Regions from separate parts of the Mus musculus genome. Here region 1 is linked to region 2. The links are chromatin contacts, called in public promoter capture Hi-C maps. All regions are on one chromosome and are shown on one strand. The core of a region is the stretch at or near the end of the contact, and the rest is flanking DNA. Distances in the headings are between cores, read along the strand shown.

Region 1 (4,206 bases), core at 816-3,315, 260 kb before region 2:
TTGTGCCCAGTCCCTCACCCTATGCACTGAAAAGCTAAATTCTGTGCCCTGGCCAGTCAGGGCTACATAGTGAAACCTGGTTTCAAGAAAGAAAATAAGTTATGTATGTATGTATGTATGTATGTATGTATGTATATATGTATATATGTATACATATGCATCTGTAAATATAAATGTGTATAATTTTTTTTAAAATTCAGGACCTTCCATATGGCGGGTAAGAGCCCTACCATGGCACTACACACCCAGCTAGTCACAATGAGAACTCATATTTCCTAATTCTTTTAGCCACGTTACCCTCAGGTACCCTTGCGGGCACCTGTACCTCTCAGCTCTGTAGGGGAGAGAGGCAATTGCTGTGTGCCACTGTACTCTGATTTCCAAATAAGAACTGAGTGTTTGTGACCTGAAATCAGCTCTGAGGAAATATGCATACCACCACAGTCTACTGGTCTATCCTCTGAACAGTCACCTAGACACTGACACCCCACTTCCCATCCTACAAGGCAGGTTTCCCCAAGCCGGGGGGAAGAGGGCCTGGAATCCTGTCCCAGCCTGGGGTCAGACTCTGTTGGAGTAGGTGGATTTGGAAGGTTAGAGCCTTCATTTTCTCTTCTGGGAAATGGGGTAATTGGGGCAGCCATCTTGCAGGGTCATGTGTGGTCAGAATAAGGGTTCTGAGGGGCCACAGGCCTTGAGTCAAATCCCTGATAAGTCACTCAGTGTTTCTGAGACTCAATTTCCGGTTAACCCGCGATGACAGATTTCCCATCAATTGTGGACTTTGAGTGCCAGGATGGCCCCATCATTTCCCATACTCTTTCTTCCAGGCTGCCCACCCCAACCCTTGAACATGCCCCTGAATCTGCAGGTTGGTAGGCGGGGATCCTCAGGGAGGTGGCTGGGGACCAGGCCCTGCTGTGACCCTTCGTGAGTAGGACTGGGGTCCAGGCTCCTCACCGACCCTCCTCAGATCACTTTCAATAGTCACCCTGGCTGAGAAGATCCACAGAGTCCCTAATGGAGCCTGTACCCTTCTCAGAAAGGCAAATGGAGAAGGCCAGAGCATGTGCCCTTGGGGGGTTCCGGGAGCGGGCAAAGCCCGGGAATGCTGGGAGAACTTGAAGCTAGTGAAACAGAAACTCTTCGGACAAATGATCTCATCACCAGTCTTTGCTCTAAGCATCCTCTGGCACGGAGGCCTCAAGGCTCATACAAGAAAACAAGGAGGTCAAAGTTGGACCCAGAGCCTAAATTTACTTCTGCATCCTCCTTCCTAAACTTCCTCAAATGGGAAACTCAAGGCTCAGAGATGGGAGGGAATACTCTCAGTGATGCATAGCAGTGTAGCTCCTGGCCTTCTTGATAGCTGAACACAGCAGGAAGGATAACAGGAAGGTGCCAACGCTAACTTAAATAGCTTATCCCACTTCTCCCCAGACGTCTAATGCTTAAGTTTGGCATCCTATGAAACATTTTACTCCCACTGAACCAAAATAGTTGGTGATCCCATTTCTACCTCCTAATACATTGGGGGTGGCTTCATCAGCTAGTAGCTTGGGACATGGGAATAAGACCTGTAACACCCAGGGTCTAGCCTGGGCTTGTTCCCACCCAGGGGCGCTGGACACTTACTTGTGGGTACAAAGCTATAGATGACAAACAGCAGGGTAATGGGCAGAGGGAGCACGCCACGGTCCATGCTGTCCACCCGGGAGTCTGTGCGCTGGGCCTTATCCGGTATCCAGAGGTAAGGCTGCGGGCGGGCGCCGGGGCCTGCGTGGGTTCGCGCGGGGATCCGAAGGGAGCAGGCGGCCGGAGCGACCACGTCCCTGCTCCAGCCTTCTGAGGTGGCGGCGGAGAAGTCAGGAGAAGTGGGCTCGAGACTCACAGCAGGGCAGGAGTCTCTAGCTGACTGGGTGGTGGGAAAGAGTCACTGGGCTCTTTCGGGCAGCAGCTGTCGGCGGTCCTGGCCTGGGGACGGGACACAGATGAAGGCAGGGGTCTGACTGTCAGGGCAGGGAGCTCAGCTCATCCAGCCCGGCCCAGAGAGGCAGGAAATGCGCTTCCTTAGAGAAGGGGCCGGGCCAGGCTGCCTGCCAGGCGAGTAGAGGAAGTGCCACAGGCTTTGTCGCTGGGTGGGGGGCCCTGGGATGGGGAGGTAGGGTGATGGGAGGGCCCAGGCAACAGACCTCCCCCATGCACCCCACCCTCCACCTACCCTTGCCAAGGCTGGCTGGTGAGGACACATCTGGCAACCTTATAGGGGACAAGGTCTGGTTGAAGTCCCTGTAGCTCGGGTTCCATTCTACAGATGAGAAAACAAACTGGGACAGCCTTCTGGGAAGATGGAACTTGGGATTCTAGCTGGTCCCCGCCAGCATCAACACAGACTTTCAGAAGCATCGCCCTTGGTTGCACCCTTTGTATTATAGACAGGGAAACTGAAGCCCAACATGAAGAAGATGCGTTCCCAGGTTAACATAGTAGAACAGCTGAGACTGTTCCCATGGAGATGGTCAGGGCCCACACAGTCCCAAAGGCAAGGGAAACACAGCTGACTTTGGTGGCACCCACCTATAATTTTTGCCCCCTGCAGGCCATGGCAGAAGGGATTCGCTGACTTGCAGATCAGCCTGGGCTGATACATAGGGACACTATGTATCCAAAGAGGGACAGGCACAAACTTTCATGGCATTTCTGAAGTCTGATAGCCCTGGGTCTGGGCCTGCCTTATTTATTTCCAAGTAACTCCCTAATCTCTGTTGTTGTTTGTAACGCAGGGCCCAGCTGGGTCCTCTTCACAGCCAGGCTCTTGGGAGATCCCTGAGGGCCAGATGCTAGCCTGCTACAACACTGAACCCTGGGCCAGGTCTGCAGGAGCCGGTTCTCAATCCAGCTCCCTTCCTCAGCCAAGGCAACAATCCCAGAAAGACCCCTGCTCATTCTGCAAACAGTGAACACATACTGTGTCCCCACTGTGCTGCTGGGTAGCATTTAGGGTCAAGCCCAGGGAAGCTTGAAGAAGAAACCTGAGCTGCCCAGAGAGGTGTCAGGGACTGGGGGAGTCCAGATGCAGCAAGCAAAGAACCAAGCATAGGCTAAAGCTGTAAGTGGTATTTGCATCATCCCGGGGCAATAGTAAGGATGTGGGGAGGTTAAGATGCCTATCTCTGCCCACTCCAACATAAGGGGCAGTGGGAGTCATCTCTCTTGAGAAGGCTGAGAAGCAGAACCTCTGAAAGGAGACGTTGACCTGGCGTTTCAGGCCTGGCTTCTAGGTGCCCTCCAGTCTTTGTGCCTCAGTGACCAGGCAAGGTCAGCAGTTTGTCTCTGTGGGGGGCTGACATGAGGCAGGGAGGGTGGGTGTGGTTCCTAAGGCAGCCTGGAGGAAGGTCAGCCTGCTCTCACCCAGGCAAGCATGGGAGACATCGCCTCACCAGGCCTCTTGGGGGTGGCAGGCTCTGCCCTTTTCCTTCAGCCATGGAGATAGCAGGTAGATACCAGAACTCTAGAGGGCAAGATGGGATGGTGGTAGCATGGCTGTGAGCTTCTCCCTTCATGCCCTAACAGAATCTGTTTTGGGGTTTTGGGAGCAGTCAGCCCTGGGACTAAGTGCCACACCAGGGCCCACCCTGGGCGTTCACCTTATCAGTCTCAAGTCACCATTGACAAGAGGCCTGCGCCTTAGGCTTTGTTTTACACAGGTGGAGGGAGACCAGCTTGACAGGGAACACCCAGAGTGGACACCTCAGGGCCTGATCTCAACCCGGGCCCCATGCCGGCCACTCCACCTGAGCTGAGTGGATAGAAGAGTCAGCTGACACAAAGACAAAACATCAGGGCGAGATGACAGGCAGGGGATCCTCTGGGACCCCAGGACAAAGTCCTTGTGTTCCAGGCCCTTCTAGCTGTGTTCTGCCTCTCCAGTTGTCTTAACCTTTCCACACCCTGTGTCCCAGGGTGATCTAAGTACTTTCTAAGTCCATGCCTTAGCCTATGTTTGGACACATCCCAGCCTTTTTTGTTTTTGTTTCTGGTTTTTAGTTTTGAAACAGGGCCTTACTGTGTAGGCTTGACTGGCTTAGAACTAGTTTCATAGACCACGCTCGGCCTCAGACTCATAGAGATCTCTTTGCCTCTGCCTCCTAAATGCTGGGATTAAAGGTGTGTACCACCATGCCTGGTTCCCAAGGACCCTTTTAA
Region 2 (4,236 bases), core at 359-2,858:
CATAGAGATCTTCTGGACTCTGCTACCCAAATGCTGTGTGCCACAACCCCCTGATTCCTATTTATTTATTTTTATTTATATGGATGTTTTGCCTTCCTTTGTATGTGTGCAAACCATGTATATGCAGTTCTTATAGAGGCCAGGAGAAAGAGTTAGATCACTTGGAACTGAAGCAACACACAGTTATGAGCCACCATATGGGTGCTGGGAATTGAACCCAGATCCTTTAGAACAGCGCTCCTAACTGCCGAGCCAACTTTCCAGTTTTGCTTATTTATTTATTGTTTTTTTCCCTGTCTGTCTGCATATAAGTATACGCACATATGTTAAGTGCCTGAGGAGGCCAGAGACAAATGGATTTTCCCGGAACCGGTACTACAGGTGAGGATGAACTGCTGATGTGGATGCTGGAAATTGAACTGGGTCTCAGCGCACTGTGTGCTCTTAATTGCTGAGCTATCTTTCTAGCCTAGATCCAGTTTCTTCTGTTGGACCAAGGAAGTCAGCTTCCCATAGCCTCTTGCTGCTGTTGAGCTCTTCAAACTCTCCTGGCACAGACAGGGCTTTCTTCCCTCTTCCTGGCTAATGCAGACATGAGCTTCCCACTGGCACTGTAACAAGTTGCAGCATATACCAGTTGCAGAAGCTCACGTGTACTCTCTTCCAGTTCCAGATGCCCACGCTTGCAGTAGTTTCATGGTGTCCACAGGGCTGTGCTCCTTCTGGGATTTGAGGAAGAATCCTCTTTTCCTCACCCAGCTTTACTAAAGCCTGTATGCTGAGACCAGGCTGCACTCTGGAATAGTCACTGTGCCATGATGCCATGGTGGTCTCTGAGAGTTCCTGAGACACCACCCTGACACAGAGCTGGATCCCGGATTGCTCCTCTGGGTTCAATCCACAATTGGATGTTGACTCTGTACAGGTTTCTTTTCCCCTCCCAGTGGGCATGGAGTCAGGGGATGTGACCACTGGAGGTCTGTATCATGAAGCCTTCCATGATGGAGCGCCACCTTCCACGGCCCCCAGGAGCACCTACAGCAAAGTACACTAAGCCTTCCTTTTCTGTACTGGGAACCTGACACACACTTCCCATTCCTTTTCCAGCCCATGTCATATTTATTGGCGTGAATCAAACCGATTGGCTTCACATCTACTGTCCTGGGCTGGAATCTGGTCTCACCCGAAAAGTGTAGCCGTTGAGAGTCCTAAGAGAAGAGATGAGGCCAAGATTGGCTAAGATAGGACAGGGGTTGTGGATCATCTCGGCTGCATCAAGGGGAGATGGGAAGAAGGCTGATTCCTGGTGACTGGGGAGGAGAGGTGCTGATTCCGAACGCGTAGAGGGGCGGAAGCAGCAGGATGGAGCCTCAAACACATCCCAAGCACTAGCGGGCCAGGGTCTCCACTGCCCGACCTTGCTCCGCTGACAGCGGGTCACTGCGGCCGGGAGAGGGGCGGGGCTCGGAAGCGAGAGGAGGAGGAGCCCGAGAGGGGACGGGGCGGAGCCATGTTTGTGAGCGCGATAGAGCGCCCAAGCAAGGAGGGGGCGGAGCTTAAGGGCGTGGTTGCGCGGGGGCCTACGGGCTGGGCTTTGGGCGGGGCTCAGGGCGGGCCCCGGTGCGCCGCTGCGTTCCACGCTTCCGGCCCGGTGCTCAACCAGCTGCTCGCACCTTCCGCCCAGCGCCGGCTTTCCGCGCGACGATCGCCAAGTTCCATCTTCGCGTGGCCTCTGCGGCGCCCGAGCCCGCAATGTCGGGCCCCAACGGGGACCTAGGCATGCCGGTGGATGCGGGCACGGAAGGAGAGAATGACAGCTTCGGGGAAGCAGGTGACCTGGGGTGGGTTGGTGTTGCTGAGGCGACCTTTGCATTGCCGGGAGTACTGTCCGAGGGTCTGGAATCGGGCGGGGATGTGGGGCGTGGGAGGGACTAAGGAGATGTCTCACTCTGCCTGAGTGGCTCTGGAGTTGTCCCCACAGCCACCTCGGAGGCGATGGCGAGCAATAGCGAACGGAGCGCTGCAGTGCTGGAGAACTATCGCTAACCAGCCCTGCTGTCGCATAGGGAAACTGAGGCAGCTTCAGAGACGCTTGTGGGTTTGGGATTTGCTTCAGACACTTTCCTCGCTGAAGAGGGGGCGGGTCCTGCATGGCTCTGCAGGAGGTGTTGGCCGGGTGGGCGCCCCACTATGCTGAGTCAGCACCCCAGCCACCTGGTTTTGCTGGTGTGACCTGCTTATTGAGTACTGTGTTTGGGTGCACAGCACTGCAGAAGGACCTCAGGGGACTCATCAGCCCACATACTGTTTTTGCACGTTTGGGAACCTCAGTTTTCCCATCAGCAATATTGGGCACATTGGTGTCTTCTGTATTGAGGTGTAGTGGGATTTAAGGGGAAATGGGATAGAAATGGTGAGACTCCAGAGTACAATTTCCTTCTGAAAGCGGGTTTTTGTTTTTGTTTTGTTTTGTCTGAGTGTAGTCAAGTCTGGTGTGGTGCCTTACCTAGAGGGCAGGCAGGACTTTACTGTGCAATAAGGATGGGGTATGCTTTTGCTTTGTTATAAAAACTTTATTAAGCTGTAGGTCACACTGTAGGTTGTACCATTTAAAATGTACAGTTCTGCAGTTTCATATATTCACAGCATAGCCATTGTCACAACAGACTCAGAATATTTTCAGCACCTGGGTTCTGCTCTTTAATAAAGGTTGCCATCCACCTGGAGGTAGGCGGTGGGACACTAGTGTTGGGGAACAGTGACTGCTGGCAGCCATGGTGAACATAAGGGAATTTAGTGAGGAGGTGGCGTAACTCTGAGTGACACTGAGATGGTGGGGAGGAGGCTGTCCCAGGACATTAGCTAGGAAGTACCCTGGACATAGGTGGAACCTGCAGACCTCTCCTGGCCCTTCTGCTAGCCTCCCACGGCATGCAAGGATGAATCACTAAGTCCACTAAGTACCTGCCGTGGCCAGACCCCGACTGAGCTCTCAGTGTGCTGGAACCCTCAGAGTCTCCTACCCCATTCTAAGGAGTGGCTGGGCTAGAGCAGATCTGGCACTCAGATCTGTGACCTCCAAGTCTGAGTTTTGGCTCTGTCACCAAATGCCATGAAGATGGACTTTAAGATCTAGCAGCCTTCAGAGGCTCTAGCCTCTGTGAAGGACACCCTTTCGGGGTCATGAGAACCATTGCCAAGAGGCAGCACATTTACACTCATGCCCCAGTCGCCTTCCCTGGACCTCTTCCTTAAATCCACCAACTACTTCCCTTTGTTCCCAAGTTGGCAGCTGAGTGTTTCTGAGTCATGGGCTGGCTCGGAAGTGAGTCCCGCAGTGGGCATGGACCCAGACCTTGGGTCCTAAGGGGACACAGCATTGCCAAGAGGCAGGTCAAAGAAGCTGTAGAGGAAGGAGACCGGGGAAGACTTCTTGGAGGAGGAGGTATTCTGAGCCGGTCCTTGAAGGGTTGTTGGGGCCGATGAACTCTAGGTGTTGACAGTGGAGCAAAAGCAGGGACTGGAAAGCCAGAGCTTCATTCATTCATGCTTTCACTCATTCATTCAGTAAGTACTTATTTGTGTCATCGAGGGCGCTGGGGAGACAGCAGAGAACACAAGACCTGTCACCTCTCCCACAGCTTTATAGTTGAGTGTGAGTATGGGGCGAGCACAGACCAGCACCCGAATGACCACAGCAGTGATTCCTGAAGGAGAGCTGAGGAGAGGGAGAGGATGGAGAACCAGGAGAGAGGCCTGATGCAGTGCCGACAGGGGAGGCTCCCCTTGGTGATAGCTAAATTGAAATAAGTGGTGTTCATCCCAGAGGGAAGGACACGAGTGCCACCCAGTGCCTCCCAGGCAGGGCCATTGGTCTATTCAAAGGGCCTGAGGCGGACAATGCTGATGTGAGGGGCAGAGGGCTTTGTGCTGTGTCTGTCAGTCCTGAGACACAAGACCTTCCCTCTGTCTTTTTCCCTTCCTCCCAGAGTATGCTGCCATCAACTCCATGTTGGATCAGATCAACTCTTGTCTGGACCACCTGGAGGAGAAGAATGACCACCTCCATGCCCGCCTCCAGGAGCTGCTGGAGTCGAACCGGCAGACGCGCCTGGAATTCCAGCAACAGCTTGGGGAGGCCCCTGGCGATGCCAGCCCCTAGGTGCCGGGAGCCCCCATCCAGGCCCTACCCTCACCTCTCTAGGCCATGTTCTGGCCTGGGTAGATACTACTTGG

The links. Capture Hi-C pulls out chosen DNA fragments and counts their contacts.
Region 1: a contact with region 2 is called in a promoter capture Hi-C map of adipose tissue. The contact joins the promoter of Eng here to the promoter of 1110008P14Rik in region 2. A contact is called at or near these places in 2 of 115 datasets of contacts at active chromatin or transcription factors (embryonic stem cells and pancreatic cancer cells) and 3 of 9 other capture datasets (adipose tissue, liver and pancreatic islet).

What each region holds. Positions count from the first base shown.
Region 1 is chr2:32,644,454-32,648,659 of GRCm38.p6, reverse strand. It overlaps Eng (endoglin), which reads right to left and starts at 2,065. Exons shown (of 15, transcript NM_007932.2): 1 at 1,636-2,065. The coding sequence starts at 1,702.
Region 2 is chr2:32,379,287-32,383,522 of GRCm38.p6, reverse strand. It overlaps 1110008P14Rik (RIKEN cDNA 1110008P14 gene), which reads left to right and starts at 1,608. Exons shown (of 2, transcript NM_198001.2): 1 at 1,608-1,831; 2 at 3,990-4,236. The coding sequence starts at 1,753. The coding sequence ends at 4,162.